5 separate regions of the Mus musculus genome follow, and regions 1, 2, 4 and 5 are each linked to region 3. Evidence: chromatin contacts called from public ChIA-PET, HiChIP or PLAC-seq and promoter capture Hi-C data. All regions are on one chromosome and are shown on one strand. The core of a region is the stretch at or near the end of the contact, and the rest is flanking DNA. Distances in the headings are between cores, read along the strand shown. Region 1 has its middle 52 kb from the start of Rgs1. Region 2 has its middle 24 kb from the start of Rgs1. Region 3 holds the start of Rgs2 (regulator of G-protein signaling 2). Region 4 holds the start of Cdc73 (cell division cycle 73, Paf1/RNA polymerase II complex component). Region 5 has its middle 82 kb from the start of Rgs1.

Region 1 (2,700 bases), core at 76-2,575, 300 kb before region 3:
TCCTTCTACCAAATGGATCCAGGGGTTGAACCAAAGTCAGCAGGCATAGACGCAGGTGCCTAAACTTATTAAACATCTTGCTGGTTCCTACTCTATTTCTCTTAAGATAATTCCTTTTCCCTAGGCACCATATCCTACAGTACAAGCAAGGAATCAAGTCCCTTACAGACTTTGTAGAATATGCATTTTAGCTTGTCATCGATTTTAATTCTCAAAAATAACATATGATAGATACTCTTCTAGTTTCATGAATGAGTTAATAGGCTTAGAAGTTTAAATTATGTTCTCAAGTTTATGAAATTTTAATCCAAGACCTTTGAGTGCAGTAATAGTTCACCAAACCTAATATTAGCTTAGGAGTATTCTTTTCTCACTCAGATACTGCAGCATCTAGAAAATTCCAACTCAGCTTTAAAGTTTCTTTTAAAATGCTACTTCCTGTGTGAATCCCCTGCTGCCTCGTGTGGTAGGGGTGAGATATTTGTCAAGTTCCCATAGCACTTTGTACATACCTCTTTCATATCTATTATGGAATTATTAGTCAAGCATAATATCAATTTCACTACAATCACTCCGATGTGTAACAGGTTCCTATTTAAGGTTAGAGATCAACTTGGAGATCATTAAGTTGAGTGGTGCTTACTCTGTGCTTTGTTACTCTGAGAGTTCAGGAATATTATGTAAGGGGTTATTGATGTTATCATTATTTGAACCTGCTGAGTGTTCTATATGGCATTTTTCTGTACTCTTTCCCATCTTACTGCCATGCATGCTGACCTTTTTAACATTCCATTTAAGTGCCGGGGCATGACCAACTTTCATTTCTGTTAGGTCAAAGTGTACCTTTGCTAAGGACAGGTTCTGTGCCTCACTCACCAATAGCTGTGTCTCAATGAAATGTCCTCTGGATAATGTTTAATAGTACTCACCAAGCCTAGAGCAATATCCCATCACCATTTCTGAACATAAGCCCTCGTCAAATCCACTCGGCCCCACAAAAGTCTTCCTGGCTTCTCTGGACTATAGTTACCTTTCTTCTTCCATTTTTCCCAAAATTTGCAGTGGCCCATTCACTACAATTTCACAACCTCAACAGCTCTGACTTCAGTGGACAACCTGCCTCTGTGCTGTGTTCTTTTTAGTCTGGTCCCAGACCATTCTCATAGTTCTTTCCCTTCAACATTCATTTGTATCCTGTGTGAGAAAAGTTAAGATGTGAACAGCTTCTGCCTCTTCCTGAAATATCCTTTCTAGCTCACATCCTAAACCACCTAGAAAACTCCACCTCAGCTTTAATGCTTCTGTTAAAATGCTACTTCCTGTGTGAATCCCCTGCTGCCTCACAGGGCATAGGTGAGATATCTGCTGAGTTCTCAGCAATCTATAGGTTCCTCTTTCAGGTCAAGCGTATGATTATACCGGTATATGCATATTGGATTGCTCATTAATGAACATTCTTCATAGTCCCAATGTTTTTTTTAACTTATTATTGGAAGTAATATATTCAATAAAAAAGCAGGTAGTATTTGTGAAATGAATCAGAAAATTATATGTGCAGACCTAATGATGAAGAACATTTGTGTTCATTTAAGCTTGAGAATTAAATACTGTTTTAGGTTAGAGGAAACATATTTACTGCTCAAGCAAATTGGATCATGTTACCATTGACTGATCTGTGGAGCAACTGCAAAGCAAGGTTGTAAAAAGAAACAGTCAACCTTTTGCTTAGCTAATTTCTCTCACAGGTAAGAGGCAAAGTCTTGACTCCTGCTATTCCTTTCTCTAGGAAGAACTGATTAAACTTACATTAGCATGATATTTTACCTCTCGCCATTTCTGGGTATCTCCAAACATACTTAAACATACATTTTTTTTCCTAATTTTCTTTTCCTCAGAGGGCATCTCTACCCAGTCCCCACTAGGCAACCTTTATTGTCATGGCCCCTATTCTTCAATTCCCCCTAGATTCACCTTAGTTTATGATTCCAAAGCCCTGTGTATACCATCTTATTATATTCATGTAATGCAAAGCATAGTAGCTATTCAGCTTCTTACGCAGCAGTGATTCACCTAGAGTCATCTAGTTAGTGAATAATTATTTTACTTTAATTTTACATATTAGTACAGTGCTTACAATGATTTTCACTCCTCTCTCTCCTCACTTTGACTCAAATTTTAACACTCAGCAATGTTTTTACTTTTTATAGAATATCAAATATACTATTTAAAAGATGGAAGGAAAAAGAAAGAAGAAAAACGGAAATACACTGAGACACCATTTGCTACGAATACAGATTAGCTGTTTGTTAGAAGACTTGGAAGCACATGGCAAAGTCAAAGCTATCTTCTCATTTCAAATTGCACACAATGCCAGTAAAGAGAGGAGTCCCTGCAACACACTGCCAGGATATTGTCAGCTACTTCTTGGGTCAGTGCCTAGCTTGTGTCCATGCTTAGCTTTGTAGCTATGGCAATGCACTTTCTAGTGACCTCAGTGTTGGAGGGCACTTGGAGTGATAGCAGTATCAGCTTCATAAAGCTGGTTTGAAGTCAACTTCCACAGTTGATCTTGAGCTTGGAGCTCTAATGAAGGCCTCAGATAGTAGCTTCCCAGTAGCATCAGCAGGGGTTCAGTCCTGGAAACAGCCTGCAGTCCTCTCTGTTACCCCTTTCCGTAAGTGTTTACATCCACGATGTTCT
Region 2 (2,700 bases), core at 123-2,622, 270 kb before region 3:
AGGACTTCTTGGGAAGATAGGGGGATCCTTGGGCTAGACAATGGAGGTCAGGGTTAGACTCTGCTGGTTGTTCCTCAGGCACATCCCACTGTCGAAATATTGGTTGAGCAATGTTCCAAGCTGGGTTTTTTTGGGGTCCCCACAGGCCTCCATGGGGGAGCAAGATGTTCTATGGGTCCCACAAGGTTTCTTGAGATCAAAGAGCAAGCCCAGAGCTAGACTGTGGAGTTCATGGGACCCTGTGCAACTCACCTAGGCTGACTGTGTCACAGGAAGACATGACTGGGATAGGATTGGTGGAGTAGGGTTCCAAACTGGTTAGTCTTGGGCCCCCCTCAGGGTTTCCATGGGGCTTGTTGTGAACTCTTCCGAGGGAAAAAATCCTGTAAAAAATGTAATTGTAGGAATTATTGCTGTCTTTACTCATTTGCTGAATATTTATAGGAATTAAACTCTAGTACTTACAAAATTACTATGTCTGAAGATTTAATTCATGTTCCATGTAAAATGGAGTTGAAGACTCTGAGACTGTATACAAAGGGAATCAATATTTAAGAAATAAATAATAAATATTTAAGCCAATGTACTTTTTATGAATTATTAGATATGTGGCCTTAAGCAATTTTTAAAGAAATTTGAGTTTAAATATATCATGATGAAGCTAATACATAAAAAATATTTAAGACCTAGAATATATATATATATATATATATATATATATATATATATATATATATATGTCATATGTTTTCAATATAAATTTCCGTATTTTTTCTGTGAAGTTCTCTCTCTCTCTCTCTCTCTCTCTCTCTCTCTCTCTCTATCTCCTTTCTTTCTCTCTTTCTCTCTCTCTTAATTGGGAACTGAATCAGGCCCTTGCACATTCTAGGCAAGCATTCCATCAGATCTACTTCCATCCCTTCCTTTCAGGGTGTTTAAGTGATGCATATGTCTAAAGTGTAATATAAATGAAGGGAATTATTTTAAGGTATTTTGGAATGATATCTATAAAGAAAAGAATAAATCATATGCCATAATTACATGTATCAACACATCAGCATTAATATACTAAAAAATACCAATTTAAAATCATATCAACACACATGCCTTAGAAGTTTAATAAATATGGGTGTCTTCTTATATATGTGTTTTAAATATATCACATGAAAAATAATCAACCATTAATTCCTGGAAATGGCTACTCTGCTAGACAGGCTTCCTGTACAGCTATTTTTTGTGTCCGTCTGATCTTTTTCTTTCTTTCTTCTTCTTCTTTTTTTTTTAAGCGATTTCCTGCACTACAAACAAACTGACACAGGATGCTCATGAAAGAGTAGTTCATTTTCATTTCACATGGGCAAGCTGAACATCAGAAAGCCCCTAGATTTCACAGAACTACAGTTAACTGTCTTTCTCATGGAAAGCCCCAGGGTGCTTAGGATTCTCATAACTACCCTGGAATCCCATGGTTAAAGCTGGCTTCCTGCTTCTCTCACAGCTCACTGCCATCAAGGTCTTTCATTTTCTCATTTGCACAAAACACTGTTTTGGTAAATGATTTTGACATGTTAGCATTAAAATACAACAGTATAAATCAGGCTTAAAGCAGTATATGAAAAAAGAATTGAAATCCAAAAGGTACAGTGGTTTTAATCACAAGTGTTTGATGAAGTCTACAACCTAGGATTTGTTTGTTTGTTTGTTTGTTTGTTTGTTTGTTTTGCTTGGTTGGTTGGTTGGTTGGTTGGTTTTGGGTTTTTTGGTTTTTTTTTTTTTGGGGGGGGGGGCAGGATTTTTCTGTATAACACTGGCTGTCCTGGAACTCACTCTGTAGACCAGACTGGCCACTCAGAAATCCGCCTGCCTCTGCCTCCCAAGTGCTGGGATTGAGCAACCTAGGATTCTTGAAGGATAGCAAACTCTCATTCTAATTGAACTGAAAGAACTCAAATTCCTGATTTATACTTTAAAATTAGATAAAGGAATATACAAACTGTTAAAAAGTAAGAATTTTCTGTAATGATCAAAATCACAAAAATTTATGAGGGCTTGGATATAGCTCTGTGGTTTAGCACAAAGCCCTGGGTTTGAGGCTGCCCCTGCACACACACACACACACACACACACACACACACAGAGAGAGAGAGAGAGAGAGAGAGAGAGAGAGAGAGAGAGAGAACTTTTAAAAAGTATTGAGTAAAAGATAGCAGTTGATTAAAAGATAGGAGAAAAACATGTGTGTGCGCACGCAAGCACACACGTGAACATTCATATATGGATGCAAGTATATGTATGCCATGGCATGCTTATATGAAGGTCATAAAATAACTTCAGATGTCAGATTTTGTCTTATTTGAGACAAGTTCCCTTAGCATTTATGCTGCTTGTTTGAAGCTCACAAGCTTCCACAGGTTCTCCTAAAGGATGTGAGATTAGTCCTAAAGACACAATGAAAACCGTAAATCTGAAAGATGTCAAGTGGGAGAGTGTGGTTGTTAATACTGATTGTCAACTTGACAGGGAAGATATTCACGTGGGAGACAATCCTCTGAATATGTCTGTGAGATATCTGATTCAGATGAAAAGACCTACACTAACAATGGGTACCACCATCTCATAGACCAGGATCCTGGACTAAATCCAGAGGAGAAAGCCAGCTGAGCACCAGCACTCATTTCACTTTGCTTCTAGACTGTGCAT
Region 3 (2,700 bases), core at 83-2,582:
TCAAGTATTTGTTGCTAAAATCGAAATGATATTCCTTCTATAATAAGGCTATACCAATCTTCTTCATTAGCGACTGCAGACTTTGATCTCTGACTCAAACTACCCTCAGCTTGTCACAATGTGTTGCTTGGTTCCCAGTTTGAGAATGGGTCTTCATTTTCCTTTTAGTAGATCTAGTATGAATCAGAATAACTAGAGCCTAAGCCGTACCTTTTTGTTAGTCTGTTCAGACTTTATGGGAAAACCACTTAGGTATTCCGCCGCATCATTCTGGTAACATAGGAAGCTGAATCAGTTTGTAGTTGAAGTCATGTATTAGTTCTTACAAATCAGGGCTTATTAAACCCTGCAGGAGCAGAGACAGGGGTTCTCACAAATGAAGCTTACCCAAACAAATTCTTTACACCAACCGGCTCTCACATCTAGCTCTAGCCCCCACTGCACCGCCACCTTAACTTAAGCAGTTGAACATCTAGTAATTCCTAAATCTGTTCAACCGTGAATGACTCATGAGGAAATCCTGATTCCTTACGCTCTGAAACTACACATGATCCGTGTGCAGCAGAACTGCGAGATCCTGGGTTTCCCTTTGTATTTCTCACCTATCTCTCTGATCTTTGCTGTGCCCCGCAGGAGATGCCCCTCGGGTCTCCTGGGGAACGACCCTGCAAAGCCACAGCCTGCTGCAGCCATGCATTTAAAGATCAAAACTGCAGAACTGGTTAAAACACCAGGTTTTAATAGAAACTTTCTCCCGCTTCCTCCCTGAGTAGCGTGGAATTCCCTTTAGGAATTCCAAGGTGCCTGAGCGAGCTACAGCACCTTACTCAACAGTCCATATTTCAGGTTTTTCTAGTTGTTTGATTTCCTTCTCTAAAATAGGTAGAGTTGCTGAGTGCAGCCAGCAGGGCTCTCCCCATCCCAGCTGCAGTTTATGGGTGTCCGGATGAACAATAGATACAAAGGTGGGGCGCGCGCGAACACACACACACACACGCACACGAGTAAAAGGTACGGTCTTCAGTAAAGGAAAAGCCAAGAACTCGGAGACCCTTCACCGCGTGGCTGCCCGAAGTGCCTACCAAATCTCTCTGTGTCCCCGCCCGCCACCTCCCACCCTGTGTGCGCACGAGGATGCGGCGCCTACGTCAACAGCGCCCTCGCTTCCAGGCCCTTCGGGGGCTGCCGTGACTGCCACAGGCCGGGGCGACTCCGCCCTCGTGCCGTCTGCAGCGAGCCAATCCGCGCTCTCTTGGGGCGTGGCTGACGCCTCCAGGTCCCGCCCCTATGCCGCCGCCCGCCTTAAAAGCCCGCGGCGCGCTCCCGGCCTCAAACAGCTGCGGTGGCCGCGGGAGTCTGAGAATGCAAAGTGCCATGTTCCTGGCTGTCCAGCACGACTGCGTACCCATGGACAAGAGTGCAGGCAACGGCCCCAAGGTCGAGGAGAAGCGGGAGAAAATGAAGCGGACACTGTGAGTATGCCCTGTCTCCCGAAGAGCTCTTCATACCCAGCCTGGCTTTGCTGCTAGGGACCTACCTTCCCTCGATCTCGGCTTTGAATGCTCTCTAGTCTGCACCTCTGCAGAGAAAGTGTGGGGGCTTGGGGGGTGGGGGGTTAGCTTGCTAGATATGGTGGTATTTGCTTTTTTTCTATGTGAGCTCCGAGAGTTTAGGAACTATAGGAAATGGTTGAAGAAGGTGGCGGTAGATGATCTGAGAAGGGCTGGTTGGCTTTTTGTTCTGCATTTAATGTGGCATCAGAATCCTGTAGCTGAATAACGTCCACCGGCGTCTGGACGTTGCATTGTTAGTTCTGAGCTGCTTGCATAGCTGCTGGGTGGAGATGTTTGAGTTGATTCGCAATGTATGAGATCCATTTTTAAATCATAAAGTAGGGCTCACCCAGTCACGACTATGGAATGAGTAATTTGCTCTGCAGTATCTGCTGCGGAGAAGCACTGTGGGCGGTCGCAGAGGGGAGCTAGGGAATCCATCACACACACACACACACACACACACACACACACACACACACACACACACCTATGCATTGTCTCTGGCATAGTGCAGACCCTCCTACCCCCAGTGCAGAAAGGGAAGAAACATCAGCTGGGTCAAGACTGCTGTTCTCAATTGAAAAATGACAGCAAGCTGTAGTTTAACCATGCAGAAAATCCACTACCTGTTTATTAGGTCAGAAATAACTGGTGAAAATTTAAAATACCCTGGCTGTTATGTAGTCCTATCCTGCTTGTAAAGCTCATTATAGTCGGATGAATGGATAAAACTGTGTTCTGAGGTGCTGGGTTTAAAAGCTAAGAGGGAGAGACTCATCTGCTTTGTTTGTAGCTACTGCAGCTGATGATAGTTTGACCGTTCAAGAATTGCCACTTGAAGTATTTTTTTTTTCTCTCTTTTTTTTTCCAGCTTAAAGGATTGGAAGACCCGTTTGAGCTACTTCTTGCAGAATTCCTCTGCTCCTGGGAAGCCCAAAACTGGCAAGAAAAGCAAACAGCAAACTTTTATCAAGTAAGTTTCGGATCCTGTAGTTACAGAGATGAATATCTAACCAAGCCAAGCAAAAGGGGAAGGGGAACTGATGTGTGTTGGGGAGCTCATTTGCGGAACTTCTCTTGCAGGCCTTCTCCTGAGGAAGCGCAGCTCTGGGCAGAAGCATTTGATGAACTGCTGGCCAGTAAA
Region 4 (2,700 bases), core at 117-2,616, 300 kb after region 3:
GAAACCTACCTATGCATTTATTACCCAGACTTTACTTGGAGCCTTTATCTTTTCACTTACTACAACATCGTTCTAGGAGCTGTCACTGTACCAAGTATAGTACATATGACCAATATATACTACATGTCATACAGTCGGTTCATCTCATGTCATACAGTCGGTTCATCTCCTAGGAGGTAGAGAAGCAAACAAAGGGGACAAGGAAATACTGGATGCTGTGATATAGGCATAAGTTCAGAGATGTGAAAGGGACAGACAAGCACAGTCAGTTCTTTATAACCTGCATTTGCAGTGAGGTTCTGAGACACATTGACGGGAGAAAGACATTTGTGGAGCAGACATTTTTTTAACCTCATACTTCTTTCTATACCCAAATTACACTTTGTCACACATAACAAAAGTCCCCCCCCCCAAAAAAAAACAGACCAAAGTATTTGTTTTTATAAGTAACAAAGTGTGCCTCCTTCTCACAAAGAGTGAAAAAGAAATATTAGGCTTGAAGTATATGTTTAAAGTACACAGGCCATGAATAGTATGCAGAATTGATTTCTAGGTTCCCATAATCATAAAGGCACCGGTAAGCCTTTTGAGTACCACTTAAAAGTCTGTTCGTCTGAAAAAGTGTTCTAATTCACAGCTTGAGGTTTCTGAAGGAGTATTTCTTCCATTCATAACCTGAAATCACTTGAGGCTTTTTTTGTGATTACCCGGGAGAAGCTGAGGGGATGGAAAAAGTTGTTTCCAAGGAAAGGAGGGGGACGAGTCAACAATGAATGGTCCTTCGTCGACGCGTTGGGATGCTTTCAGCTTTTTCTCTGATTAATTTTATTCTGTCTACCAATCAAACGATGTTAGGAGACCAGAGACTAACAAACGGGGCAAGAATTGTCCTCCACCTAACTCTTCTTTTCCTCTTTGCAAATACACCCCTTATTAAAATCCAGCCTAAACTTGAAAACGTCCACATTTCAAAGCTCCAGCTTTCCCTAGGAGCTGTTCCTGACCATGGGGACCTATGTCGCAGAGTGCGGTGGGGCTCCGATGCAGACAGAAAGGTAGTCCTGGGGTTCAAGGGAGGGAAGCGGAGCCTGGCGCAGGGAAAGTTTAAATCACCCGGCGGCGGCGCGCGCTCTGGGATTGAAAAGCGCGGAAGCGCCCAGCAGGTGCGCGCGCACCTGTCGCTCGCCCCGTGCGAGCCTTGAGACCGCACCGGGGCCCGGTTCCGCTAGGGCGCCGCACACGCGGAGCGCCGAGGCCCGCTCCCCGTTTCCCGAAGTCGGCGGCGCGCCCCGCGGGCGTCTGGGTGGCGCGTGTGCTCGGGCGGCCACGGCGCCCCCTGGCGGCGGCCCGCGGCCCCGGCGGAGCGTGGGTCAGTCAGGCGTTCTCCGCGGGCAGCCCGCGGCGGGGCCTTGCCTTATATAGCGCGGGGTCCTCGGCGGCCTGGGTGGCTTCTGCCCGTGCTGCTGTCGTAGACGCGGCCGGCTGTTGAGTGTGGCGGCTGTTGGTTCGCGGCGGCGGCGGCGGCGGCGGGGGGAAGAGGGCGAGGCGACGGGGGAAGGAGGCGGCAGGCGCGGCGGCGACGGCGGGGCCCGGGGCCCGCGGCGGCGGCGGCGGCAGCAGCGAGGGGGGCGAAGATGGCGGACGTGCTCAGCGTCCTGCGACAGTACAACATCCAGAAGAAGGAGATCGTGGTCAAGGGGGATGAAGTGATCTTCGGGGAGTTCTCCTGGCCCAAGAATGTGAAGACCAACTATGTAGTTTGGGGGTGAGTGCGGCGTGGCTGTGGCCTAGTGGTGGCGGGGCAGCATCGGGCGCCCCCGGGCGACCTCTTTCCCTAAAGCCCTCCTCCCTGTCCTCCTCGGAGTCCCTCAGGGATGAGAGGGGGGAGAAAAAAAAATGGGTGCTCTGGGGAAAAAGTTATTCTCTGGAGAAGAAGTTGTACTTTTAGGGCGAGGAGGGAAGAAGTGGAGCGGATTCTAGAGCGGTCAAGTCTTCTCTGTGTTGGAGAAGCCGAAGGGAAAGGTACCATGGGAGTTTCCGACTTGCCAGTTGGCGTGGAGTGTGTACAGGTTGTCCGCGCCGTGTGGGGCTGGTGCACGGCTACCTGGACGGAGGTGTAGAAGGACAGCGATCGATCGCAGCATCTGCCGGCCACCGAGTCGCTTTTTGTTCTTAGGTTTTTTTTTTTTTTGTAATCTCCCAGAGCCTGCCATGTGTTGCAACTGTCTTCTTTGGCTCCTCGAGCGCCTCGGCAATTTTCTTTTTTTTCTTTTTTCATAATAGGGGTAGGTTGATGTTATTCCTCAAGAGGGGTTGGGGGAGAAAAAAAAAAAGGAATAGACAGCTATCACTTAGAGTTAAGGGACGATTAGGAGAGTTTGGAAGTTTGCTGAAACAGTATTGGAGCTGAAAGCAGGACTTTGTTGGGGAGAAAGTTACCGGGGAAATGCAGTGAGACCGGGGGAAAAGCAGTGAGCTTTACATACGGGTCTGAGAAATTGATCCTGTGTGCTCTTCAGGAAGAGCCTTCAAAGGAAAAACAAAACAAAACCATTTGTGATTATTGTTCCATGGATGCCGTGGATGTAAGTCGTTCAGGAAATCACAGAGGGTCAAGTTGAAGAATCCTTTGAGTCCTCTGTAATGATGTTACTACTATTGATGCTTCTCTTTGATTACTAGAATGAGTCAGAATTTTGG
Region 5 (2,700 bases), core at 163-2,662, 330 kb before region 3:
GGATCCAGCTCAAGGGGAGGTCCCAAGACCTGACACTATTACTGAGGCTATGGAGCCTCACAAAAAGGGACCTAGCATGACCACACTCAGGAAGACCCAACAAGCAGCTGAAAGAGTCAGATGCAGATATTTGTACCCAACCAATGGACAGAAGCTGACCACTGTGGTTGAAATAGGGAAGCTGAAAAGGGGGGCGATCCTGTAGGAGGACCAGCAGTCTCAATTAACCTGGACCCCCAAGATCTCTCAAGCATTAGACCACCAACCAGGCAACATACAACAACTAATATGAGGCCCCTAACACATACACAGCAGAGGACTGCTGGGTCTGGGTTCAGTCAGAGAAGATGCACCTAACCCTCAAGAGACTGGGGGACCCAGGAAGTTTAGAGGTCTGGGTGGGTGGAAGGTGGGTAGTGGAGACATCCTCGTGGAGACAGGGGGATGAAGAGGAGATATGAAATATGGAAGAGTCAGAGGGTGGACGGGGTGAGGAGAATAAACTGTGGAGTGTAAATAAATAAATAAATAAATAAATAAATAAATAAAACGCAGTAACAGTTCGTTCTATCTATGGCAACATATACTCCATATTGTAAGAGCATCTTTGTAAGACCTGAACTCAGTAAAGAAAACAGGAATATATGAAATTCTTTTTTCTATCTTTGTCTTACTTGCTTTTATTTTCAGTTAGGCTATAAAGAAAATATAAAGGGAACTCTACCACCATGTATCCCTGCTTAGTTTCTGAAATGCAGGGCTTATATACAGTTACTTTGCAAATATTTATCAATTGATTTTTGGTTAGAGGACTGCTGTTAATTTCTCCTTCCCAGATATATTCCCTCCATTTCTTTACCCTTTTCTTTTCTTTTTTTCTTTAATTTTTACCATATTATTTTTTCTTAGATATTTTCTTTATTTACATTCAAATACTATCCCCAAAGCTCCCTATACCCTCCCCCACCCCCTGCCCTGCTCCCCTACCTACCCACTCCCGCTTCCTGGCCCTGGCGTTCCCCTGTACTGGGGCAGATAATTCTTTACCCTTTCCTTAAACACTGCCTAAGTGAACATTTCCTCAGTGCCTGCAAGCTCCCAGGCCCTGAGCTTAAGGGGATGAAGAGACTCTGCTGCGTTTGAAGAACTCAAAGTGTGCAGAAAGGCAAAGGCATATCATGAAAGAACTCTTTTTGGTGGTATGTAAACATTACATTGGAAGTGTTTACCTTTAAAGTGGCATTGGCATTTCTCCCAAACTACCACATCTCACATGGCCACAAAAGGACTCAGAAGCTTTTGAAAGAAAACAACTGTCAGTAATGATGAATGCGGAGATGGCTAGACATAGTGTATGAGAACGGATATGGGTGGTTTTGTAAGCACCATGTGGTTATGTGGGACACGCATGTTGAATACAGGCAGAGACACTTTACCTAAAACTTCCCCTTGCAACTTGCGGATGTACATGAGCCAGTGTGGAAGTCTCTGCTTCCGGAATAAGAGAGCTGACTAACCAGCAAAGCTACATGTTGCTCATTTCAGCAGTAGTTTACTTTACTTGAGGCAATATATAAAACTTTTGCAAAATTACAGCAAAGGAACTTGGGTCAACCACATTAACGAGGTCATTTCTGTAGGCTGTGTCAGGGCTTCTGTCTGTATATTTTTAAAATAAACAAATTCAAAAGATGCCAGCTTACATGGATGGAATCTCTCAGTATGTGAGATGAAAATCATTCAATTGAGAGAAAATGATTCAGCAGCTTTTGTTTAAGTGAACTCTCAAAATGATTCTCAATGGAATTATATGCCCTATACCTATTGCTTGCATGACAATGTTTTAGATATTTTGATGAAAAGATAGAGAAAATGTGCTCTTAAAACCTTAGTGAATTTTCAAGCTCTTAGCAAAGTAATCTATAGGCCTATTAAAAAAAACAAAACAAAACAAAAACAAACAAACAAACAAGCAAACAAAAAACTGGCAAGAAGGCAGTCAGTGATAGAGCCCGCAGTGACCAGGGCTGATAACCAGAGATCTCTGTATAGTTGGGTAGCAGTAACCATGAATTTGATCAATTCAGAAAGAAACTGCTTTTGATTGCCAGAGAAAGAGAGAACCAACAGATGAAGGGTGTGTAAGAAAAGACAGAGGAGGAGAGAAGCAGTGGAGAGAAAGCTTTAGGGACTTTAGGAAAGACATGAGACTCACTTCAGTGTAGAAAGGTGCCCTGGAGAGAAGAGAGAGCTTCAGGTTATAGTTCAGGTTGAATCAAAGTACAATGTGGGCACACACCTAAGGGCTCATGGCACCTTCAAAGGATCAAAGTGCCCGCTGACTAGATACCACCAGAAGCTCGAAGGATGCCAGCGTCCCAGGAACAGACCGGGAGTCAAAATCAGGACACAAAGCTTGGTAATGATGAATGAGCTCCACTAAGCTAAGATCAGCAGTTCTTCAAATACTTTTGTCAAATAGATTGCTTGATACTTATTTATTATGATTATGATGATGATGATGATGATTTGAAGACATTCTGCATAAATTTCATTTCACTTTACACTAAAACAAAGTTATTATGATCACAGACTATGTTCATTCTTTCAGAACTTTGTTTAGAGGTGAGAAATCTCCTCACTTTTCAGAATCCGTGTTTTCCTTTGTGATTTCTTGAAGCCAGATATAGACAAGGAATC

Evidence for each region. ChIA-PET counts read pairs in DNA pulled down with a chosen protein or histone mark. HiChIP or PLAC-seq counts read pairs in DNA pulled down with a chosen protein or histone mark. Capture Hi-C pulls out chosen DNA fragments and counts their contacts.
Region 1: a contact with region 3 is called in an RNA polymerase II ChIA-PET map of effector CD8 T cells, with 35 read pairs. The contact joins the enhancer-like site here to the promoter of Rgs2 in region 3. A contact is called at or near these places in 5 of 39 promoter capture datasets (the C10 cell line, the HPC-7 cell line, HPC-7-derived erythroid cells and 2 more), 1 of 15 datasets of contacts at CTCF or cohesin (CD8 T cells), 11 of 484 Hi-C or Micro-C datasets (B cells, CD4 T cells, the HPC-7 cell line and 8 more), 7 of 115 datasets of contacts at active chromatin or transcription factors (the 230-238 cell line, bone marrow-derived macrophages, effector CD8 T cells and 3 more) and 2 of 9 other capture datasets (liver and macrophages).
Region 2: an RNA polymerase II ChIA-PET map of memory CD8 T cells shows a contact between it and region 3, with 22 read pairs. The contact joins the enhancer-like site here to the promoter of Rgs2 in region 3. A contact is called at or near these places in 3 of 115 datasets of contacts at active chromatin or transcription factors (effector CD8 T cells, memory CD8 T cells and thymic regulatory T cells).
Region 4: a contact with region 3 is called in a promoter capture Hi-C map of liver. The contact joins the promoter of Cdc73 here to the promoter of Rgs2 in region 3. A contact is called at or near these places in 7 of 39 promoter capture datasets (the 3T3-L1 cell line, 3T3-L1-derived adipocytes, cranial neural crest and 3 more), 21 of 484 Hi-C or Micro-C datasets (CD4 T cells, CD8 T cells, LSK cells and 14 more), 9 of 115 datasets of contacts at active chromatin or transcription factors (the 230-238 cell line, the SCID.adh cell line, astrocytes and 6 more) and 2 of 9 other capture datasets (adipose tissue and liver).
Region 5: a contact with region 3 is called in an H3K27ac HiChIP or PLAC-seq map of thymic regulatory T cells, with 5 times the contacts expected there. The contact joins the enhancer-like site here to the promoter of Rgs2 in region 3. A contact is called at or near these places in 7 of 39 promoter capture datasets (the C10 cell line, the HPC-7 cell line, hippocampal neurons and 2 more), 2 of 484 Hi-C or Micro-C datasets (B cells and the C10 cell line), 7 of 115 datasets of contacts at active chromatin or transcription factors (CD8 T cells, bone marrow-derived macrophages, effector CD8 T cells and 4 more) and 1 of 9 other capture datasets (adipose tissue).

What each region holds. Positions count from the first base shown.
Region 1 is chr1:144,299,471-144,302,170 of GRCm38.p6, reverse strand. No RefSeq gene overlaps it. Among named protein-coding and RNA genes, the nearest start is that of Rgs1, 52 kb to the right of the region's middle. Within about 2 kb of position 1,325, at least 24 of the 459 cell types and tissues checked have an H3K27ac peak or open chromatin away from gene starts, as enhancers often do. A contact at or near this core is called in CD8 T cells, LSK cells, effector CD8 T cells and 2 more, where this site is marked.
Region 2 is chr1:144,271,878-144,274,577 of GRCm38.p6, reverse strand. No RefSeq gene overlaps it. Among named protein-coding and RNA genes, the nearest start is that of Rgs1, 24 kb to the right of the region's middle. Within about 2 kb of position 1,372, at least 25 of the 459 cell types and tissues checked have an H3K27ac peak or open chromatin away from gene starts, as enhancers often do. A contact at or near this core is called in effector CD8 T cells, memory CD8 T cells and thymic regulatory T cells, where this site is marked.
Region 3 is chr1:144,002,781-144,005,480 of GRCm38.p6, reverse strand. Rgs2 (regulator of G-protein signaling 2) reads left to right here and starts at 1,332. Exons shown (of 5, transcript NM_009061.4): 1 at 1,332-1,472; 2 at 2,428-2,529; 3 at 2,640-2,700. The coding sequence starts at 1,363.
Region 4 is chr1:143,701,559-143,704,258 of GRCm38.p6, reverse strand. It overlaps Cdc73 (cell division cycle 73, Paf1/RNA polymerase II complex component), which reads left to right and starts at 1,366. Exons shown (of 17, transcript NM_145991.2): 1 at 1,366-1,765. The coding sequence starts at 1,635.
Region 5 is chr1:144,329,258-144,331,957 of GRCm38.p6, reverse strand. No RefSeq gene overlaps it. Among named protein-coding and RNA genes, the nearest start is that of Rgs1, 82 kb to the right of the region's middle. Within about 2 kb of position 1,412, at least 110 of the 459 cell types and tissues checked have an H3K27ac peak or open chromatin away from gene starts, as enhancers often do. A contact at or near this core is called in B cells, CD8 T cells, the HPC-7 cell line and 7 more, where this site is marked.